Regions from separate parts of the Canis lupus genome. Here region 2 is linked to region 1. The links are chromatin contacts, called in public Hi-C maps. All regions are on one chromosome and are shown on one strand. Each heading gives the region's core, a stretch centred on a gene start, on an enhancer-like site or on the middle of the called end of the contact. The rest is flanking DNA. Distances are from core to core; before and after follow the strand shown. Region 1 has its middle 73 kb from the start of CLDN23. Region 2 has its middle 21 kb from the start of TRNAM-CAU.

What was found. Hi-C and Micro-C count contacts between places; a contact is called where the count stands out from the background.
Region 2: a Hi-C map of skin fibroblasts shows a contact between it and region 1, with 5 times the contacts expected there. The contact joins two enhancer-like sites. A contact is called at or near these places in 6 of 9 Hi-C or Micro-C datasets (amygdala, blood, liver and 1 more).

What each region holds. Positions count from the first base shown.
Region 1 is chr16:36,533,151-36,537,128 of UU_Cfam_GSD_1.0, reverse strand. No RefSeq gene overlaps it. Among named protein-coding and RNA genes, the nearest start is that of CLDN23, 73 kb to the left of the region's middle. Within about 2 kb of position 1,503, at least 3 of the 20 cell types and tissues checked have an H3K27ac peak or open chromatin away from gene starts, as enhancers often do.
Region 2 is chr16:36,633,425-36,637,339 of UU_Cfam_GSD_1.0, reverse strand. No RefSeq gene overlaps it. Among named protein-coding and RNA genes, the nearest start is that of TRNAM-CAU, 21 kb to the left of the region's middle. Within about 2 kb of position 2,544, at least 7 of the 20 cell types and tissues checked have an H3K27ac peak or open chromatin away from gene starts, as enhancers often do.

The sequences.
Region 1 (3,978 bases), core at 254-2,753:
TCTCTCTCTGTGTCATGAATAAAAAAAATCTTTAAAAAAAAAAAAAGACTTCCTGATTGAATGCTGAGTGATGACCTTAGGCCAGTTGAACAACAATTTCTATGTTTTGTCTTTTAGGGCAGATACAATGTTTTCTTACAACTAAGTAACAACTCTCCAGCTTCATTTAAACCCATTTTACAGAGGAAGTATTTCATGGATCCTGTTTCTAAAATGCTTAAACGTTATTTGAGAAAACAAAACCTGCCCTAAAGGAGAAAGTACCAATGATTCCAGGGAGAATTCAAGGAATGATAAGAGCGTAGGCTCTGAAGTCTCATCAAGTACTTTCAAACCCAGCCTGGCACCTGCAGTCTGTGTGGCCTTAGCCCAGCTAGTTTACCTCTCTGAACTACTCTGTAAACATTATAAACATTTTGCTGTTGCAATTGAGATAACAGATGCAAAGCACTTAGCAAAAGCCAAGACTCAAGCATTGAAAATATTTTTAAATCTTTAAAAATGGTGATTTTAAGAGAATACTGCTGACCCAACTTTCTGCCTGAGAAGAGATGATCCCCTGGGCTTGACAGAGAGAAGCAAAAGGAAAGCAAACCTGAATATGCAGCAGGGTGAGCCAGAGTTCTAAGGCCCATATCCCACATCCCCACATTGACTGTGGGTCATGGGATAACAAAACCTCCAGAGGAGCCTGAGAATCTGAAGACGGAAGTAGCCTGTATCTTACCTCCCGGGTAGATCCTGGGAAACAGCAGGACTCAGGCATCCCTTCCCCTAAAGGGAGGAGACGCCGCAGTGGGTGTCACTATGAGGGCAGCTGAGATGGTGCCCCTGAGTTCCCTAGTGGCACTGGTGGGCATCACAGCGGCCCAGAGAGACCTTGAGGTGTCGAAAGGCAGAAGTAGGGTTAGCTGCAGATCTTTCCATGGGAAACCAGACAAATTTGAACATTGTCCAGGTGTAGAGAAGCACACCAGAGGCCAGCGGCAGTGGGATTCAGCAGAAGATGCCAGTGTGGACACACGCAGATGAGGGACTGGACACCCCCACAGGCGCCTTGACTCTAAACCCCCCTCTGAGGACCTTAGATGCAACACTGAGGAGGAAGGAGGGAGGTGAGAGCCCCAGAGTTCACAGCAGAAAACATGAATCGGCTAAAATGACATTCCTACTCTTAGTGGAATGTGGGCCCCAAATATAAATTCAGATATGAAAGACAACTGATAAAGTTCATGTTAAGGGTGTGTGTTTGAGACCCGAGCAATTTGTTCCTCTTTTGCAAATACAGCGCTTAGCAGAGCAGCTGGCTGTCATAAATGCTCCATAAATGTTAACCATGATGTTTAATAACAGTATAGGCTAAAATAACAATTCAGTGAGGCAGGACGAGAAAGCACCAAATGACAAAAGGTGCCGAAGGGTGGCCGCCCTGGAGATGCATGGCCCAGACCTCCTGCTGCAGGGAGCCAGCTGACCGGCCGCCCTGGCATCTCCTCTCTGGACTGTTCCAGGCCAAGGCTGAGGACTGGGCCTCCTCTGACCATCCCTTAGCTCTGGAACTCGGCTCCAACCTGGCCGTAGAGCCCTTAGAGGGGCACTGCTGTCTGCAACCCTTCCTCCCAGCCCTTCCTCCTGCCCCTGCTCCCCCTAGAGTCAGGGCTCTGGTCCACAGGCTCCTGGCCTGTCCTGGCTCATATGTCCCTTGCACATGGAATCCTATCTCTGTGTCTACTCAGTAAGGGTCCTGATGCCATAGTCACTGAGGGCCAGGAAGGACCTAGGTGGCTTCATGAAGTCACACTGAGGGATCAAGAGGACATAGACATAGCCAGGCTTAAATTCAGAGAATGAGCATTCAGACCCATGTGACTTTTGAAGCAAGTATGGGTCTGGGCTCTGGACCATCTGGGCTCAAGGGGAAGGGAGACCTGGTTTAAGGGGCTGGGCTTGGGATGTCTGGGTGGCTCAGTGGTTTAGCATCTGCCTTTGGCTCAGGTCATGATCCCGGGATCCTGGGATCGAGTCCCACATCAGGCTCCCCACAGGGACCCTGCTTCTCCCTCTGCCTGTGTCTCTGCTTCTCTCTCTGGGTCTCTCATGAATAAATAAATAAAATCTTAAAAAAAAAAAAAAAAAGGCTCAGGCTTTAACCAGCTCTCTCAGTGGAGAGCTTGTTGAAGGGCTTTGGTCATGAGGACAGAAGGTGAAGGAGCTTCCAGCAGCTCAGGAATTCTGCTCTTCAAGTTTTATCTTTTATTGGGGAATACAAAACCTTCTCTTTTGTCAAATGAATTCTATGCTTTAGCAAATATTTGAGGAAAGTCTCACTGCACCACACAAGCTAAAGCTGATCCTAGAAACATGGAAGACTTGCCATAATTGCTACAGAAATACCCAACTTAAAAAAGAATATTATAAAAAGTATGTAAGGTTTAACTGGAGAGAATAATCAAATTATTTTCCCTTTCTGAGCCTTAGTTTCAGAAAGCTAGACAAAATAAAATTAACCTGGTTTTAATTCTTCTATAAAATCCATTGCAGCTCTGCTAACCTGTGCTTTTAAGAGTTATTCATCCACGGGCGGGGAGATCATTTCAAACTTTGGTTTCAATAGCCAGGAGATGGGGATCCCTGGGTGGCGCAGCGGTTTAGCGCCTGCCTTTGGCCCAGGGCGCGATCCTGGAGACCCCGGATCGAATCCCATATCGGGCTCCCGGTGCATGGAGCCTGCTTCTCCCTCTGCCTATGTCTCCGCCTCTCTCTCTCTCTCTCTCTCTCTCTCTCTCTCTCTGTGTGACTATCATAAATAAATAAAAGTTAAAAAAAAAAAAGTTCAATAGCCAGGAGATGCTAAGCTGTATCTGCCAATGCTTGACATTGTGTCACCTAAAAAGATTTCAGGGATGCCTGGGTGGATCAGTGGTTGAGCATCTGCCTTCAGCTCAGAGCATGATCCTGGGGTCTTGGGATCAAGTCCCACGTCAGGCTCCCTGCAGGGGTCTGCTTCTCCCTCTGCCTGTGTCTCTGACCGCCATCCACCCCCCCCCCCCGGCTCTCTCTGTGTGTCTCTCATGAATAAATAAATACAATCTTTAAAAAAGAAAAGATTTCTAACAAATGTGTCTTTCTTGTGATGTGAGATTTTTTATTTCATCCGTCCTATGAATAATCGCTGTTGACAGTTTACACTGACAAGTGTTTGAGCAGTTGCTGGTAATATGTTCATTTTATTGATTTTTTTCCTTACTTGTATATAATGACTAAAATATCTGTAACTCAGACTGTATATATTAATTGAGCAATAAAAGCTCCTTGATATACAGCCACGGAATCAGCAACTTTCCCTCTGATGCTCATATATATTCGAAGTAACAAGATTGAGGGAATAAAGAACAGAATACAGATAGGTTTAGATTGGTATCTGAATAAGTTATCAAGAAACCCTAAGAACAGCCACAAGTTTCTTTAGTGATGATGATCAAGATCCCTCCGATGGATAGAGTAAGATGCCAGTTCAAAAAATAGAAGTGGAAGTCTCCCACTGAGCCAGGACATCCCCCACCAGCCTCTCCCTCTGCCCTGCTCTGTAACACCTGCAGCCAGACTAACATGCTCATGGCAGGAAACGGGGCACATGTGTCCTCCTCGGGGAGCTATTAACACTGAGATGTTGTCCAGCAAAGCAGTAAAGCATCCAGGTCCCTTCTGAGCCACATTACAATAAAGCCCACCAGACACCAACCTCAGAAGACACACAACTTACAATCAGCTCAGAAATCTGCCTCTCCCCTAAATGGCCTGGTACAACTTGCCGAGTATTTAAGGAGAAGACCTAAAACAAAAGTAAAAATAAAGCAAAAGAGACAAAAATAAACAAACGGAAATCAGAAATTCAGAAGACATAGAGAGTGAAAGAAAATTCCATGGAAATGATGAATATGTTCAGAGAAATAAGCTAATGTGGCATTTATGAATCAA
Region 2 (3,915 bases), core at 1,295-3,794, 99 kb before region 1:
GTCCTCACAGAGTGTGTATGGTATGGATAGGAGACATGCCACTGACATGTAAAGAGATAAGTAAGAAATACACCGTCAGGTGTGGCTGAGTTCTGAGAAGAGAGTAAAACGGGGTAATGGGAAGCATTGGAATGGGTGGAAGATGCCTTTTGCCTGTCACATCAGGGACAGCATCCATGAAGGAAACCTCTAAGACCTAATCATAAGGAGGGAGCACATGACAATCCTGGGAAGACAGTTCCTGGCAGGGAAGAGAAGGTGCAGAGGTGCGAAGGGAGGAAGAACAGGACAGGCTAGAGAGACAGAAACGTGGTCAGAGAAGCTGGATCAGGATGGATGAGGAGGAAATGCTAAAGAATCAGGTGAAGAACAAGTTAGGTCATATCAGAACTCCAGGGTGGGCCAAGGAGTTTGTATTCTCTTCTAGTGGCAATAAGAGGTTTCAAGCAGGAGGGTGATGTTATCTGATTCATACTTTCAGAAGGTAACTCTCATTTCTGTATAGATAATGGACTATCAGGGGACAAGACGCCAGGTGAACCCAGGTGAGTAATCATGGTGGTTTGCGTTACAATTTTGGCCATGGAGATGATAAGTGGATGGATTCAAGATACATTTTGTACTCTCAGTTCTTCCCATCACATTATAGTACAGATATTGGTGTCTTCATCTTATGCACGAGAAAACTGAAAACAGAAAAGTGCATTTCCCACCCGCCAAAAAACTTTAAATTAACAAACAGCAAATACTAATGTTATGTAAGACCCGAATTATTTCCGCTAGGCCCGGTCACCTCCCATTGAGATACAAAAAAGCAAAGGTTAAGTACCTTCGTTTTCCGGCTCAACACAATGACTCAGTTACATGCCAAGAAGTATAAATGGCTACGTTTTTATCTTCCTGTTATTTGTTGACTTGGAATCATTCATTAAATACAGAAAAGTTTTTGTCACATTTTATTTTTTTTTTTAAGATTTTATTTATTTATTCATGAGAGACACAGAGAGAGAGAGAGAGGCAGAGACACAGGCAGAGGGATAATCAGGCTCCATGCAGGGAGCCGGACATGGGACTTGACCCCAGGTCTCCAGGATCACGCCCTGGGCCAAAGGCAGTGCTAAGCCGCTGAGCCACATGGGCTGCCCCTGCTGAGCCACCTGGGGTGCCCTTTTGTCACATTTTAATCAGTATGCGATGTTTGCCTTGATCAAGCTTAAATTCAGTTTCCAAGCTGGCAGTCCTCCTAGCTTTACCTCTTAAATCTTTTGTAGGAAATGACATAGTCTTTAAGGCATCAGAAAGTTTCTTGTTTTATTCCTCTTTTAATTCTTTGTTTTTTTAAGATATTATTTATTTACTTACAAGAGACAGAGAGGCAGAGACACAAGCAGAGAGAGAAGCAGGCTCCCACGGAGAGCCGATGTGGGAGTCGATCCCAGGACCCAGGATCACACCCTGAGCCAAAGACAGATGCTCAACCACTGAGCCACCCAGGAGCCCCTCCTCTTTTAATTCTTCAAAGTAGTAACCTTAGTTATACTCAAGATTTCAAGGCTTACCAAGGCTTGCAGAGTCAAATATCGTCTTTAGCCATGACAGATTTCCCTTAAAAAGACAGAAAAGCAATTGCCCTTTTTGCTGAGATGAAAATTTGTTTATATAGCATCCACTGTATATCAGATATGGTGTTAGATGTGGCTGGAGGAAGACACAAAGTTTACGGTGCTCCTGCGGTGGTGTGAAGGGGTGCCCCGGGAGACTCTTATAAGAATGAGGCCGAAGGGATCCCTGGGTGGCGCAGCGGTTTGGCGCCTGCCTTTGGCCCAGGGCGCGATCCTGGAGACCCGGGATCGAATCCACATCGGGCTCCCGGTGCATGGAGCCTGCTTCTCCCTCTGCCTTTGTTTCTGGCTCTCTCTGTCTCTCAGTCTTTCATGAATAAATAAATAAATAAAATCTTTAAAAAAAAAAAAGAATGAGGCCAAAGACTTTGCCTGAGTTGTAATGGCAGAAATACATAGTGACCTATCAGTATGAACTGAGCAGACTCTATTCTTGAATTGATATGCAGAAAAAAGATCCACTACACACCCTGAAGGCAGTAGCATTTTCACTTATTTGGAATTTTTCCCAGAATTAGTTTTTTTCCTAAGAAAAAAACTCTTATATTAAATATCATAGAAGTATAATTATATATAGCACAGCATATAAACTACATGTATTATGTAACTATATTTCTATTAAATAGTTTTAATTTTAGATAACAAACTTAATCAGCCCTTCTTGGGAAGATGCCACAGTTTACCGGGGTTGGAATTCTACTTGGCCGTGACTGCCAAGTGAGATGCCTCTCGGCTGCTGGTCGGGGGTGGGTCGGGGCACTGCTCCAATTGCTCTGTACCAGTCACTAGCACGAGTGATACTAGCAGAGACAGGGTGTGATCGCCAGGAGTGGCTTTACACAACTTGTGCTTAAAGAGTGATTTTGACCAACGTCCATTTGGCCGGCTCTGTGGGAGGCCGTGCACGGGGAGCAGGGGTGCTTGGCACCGTGTTTCTGATGTGTTCCCACCTCACTCTGGCATCCTGGGCCTCTTCCTCACTCCCCTGCTCCTTTGTCTCTGCTCTGTCCTGAACTCTTTTTTTTCTTTCAGCTCAAGTCAAATGGTCAACATCTATAAAGTAAAGATTCTAGGAGGGATAACAACATAATTCAGGGCCAGCAATGGGATGAAATGCCTTGTTGTCTTGGTGGAGAATCTGAGAACACTGGGAAGCCCCGCAGTGGAAACAGGCTCCCAGTAGAAGGCAGCCTTCAGAGACAACCTTAGATTTCCTTTACTATTTTCTTTTTTTTTTTTTTTAATTTTTCCATTACTTTATATAAAAAGAAATTAAGGGTGAAGCATGAAATTGTACAAATGCCCATTTTTGGGCATCAGTTTTGGAATTATGCCTGTAAAGATCAAACTTTGTGTTGGACTTCAAGTTAATTTTTCTGTATGTAATTTTATATGAAAAAAGTTTCTTTTTCTTTCCTTTTTTTTTTTTTTTTTAATTACATGGTTGGAAAAAGACTGAATTTTAAAGTGAGCTCCAAAGAGAATGGTAAAACCCTCAAGATGAGGGATTTGGGATAAACATGTTCTTAGGATTAATGTTGGTTTTCTCACTCATTGGAAAACATATTTTGAAGTATTTGGTTTGGTGTGTTAGGTTTTTTATTTTTTTTAATTTTTTTAAAATTTAAATTCAATTTGCCAACATACAGTATAACACCCAGTGCTCATCCCATCAGGTGCCCTCCTTATTGCCCATCACCCAGTTACCGCACCCCCTGACACTGGCCTCCCCTTCCACAACTGTTTGTTTGTTTCCCAGAGTGGGGAGTCTCTCATGATTTGTCTCCTCTAATTTTTCCTCACTCAGTTTCCCTCTTTTCCCTTATAATCCCTTTCACTATTTCTTATATTCCACATATGAGTGAAATCATCTGATGATTGTCCTTCTCCGATTGACTTATATATATACAGTGGAATATTACTCAGCCATCAGAAAGAACAAATATCCACCATTTGCTTTGATGTGGATGGAACTGGAGGGTATTATACCGAGTGAAACAACCTTAGATTTCTTCACAAAAGTGCCCTATTTGGGAATTCCACTTCCATGTGGACTGGAAGCATAACTGAGTGTTGCTATGGGTTGAACTGTGTCTCTCCCACCTCCCACCAAAGATATGCTGAAGTCTTAAACCCCAGTATCTCAAAATGTGACTTTATTTAGAAATAGGGTTCTTGCAGATGTAATGAAGTCATACTGGAGTGGGATAGACCCTGAGTGCAATATGACTGCTGTCCTTATAGAAGGAGGGATATTTGGACACAGACACGCAGGCAGAAAGCTACACGATGA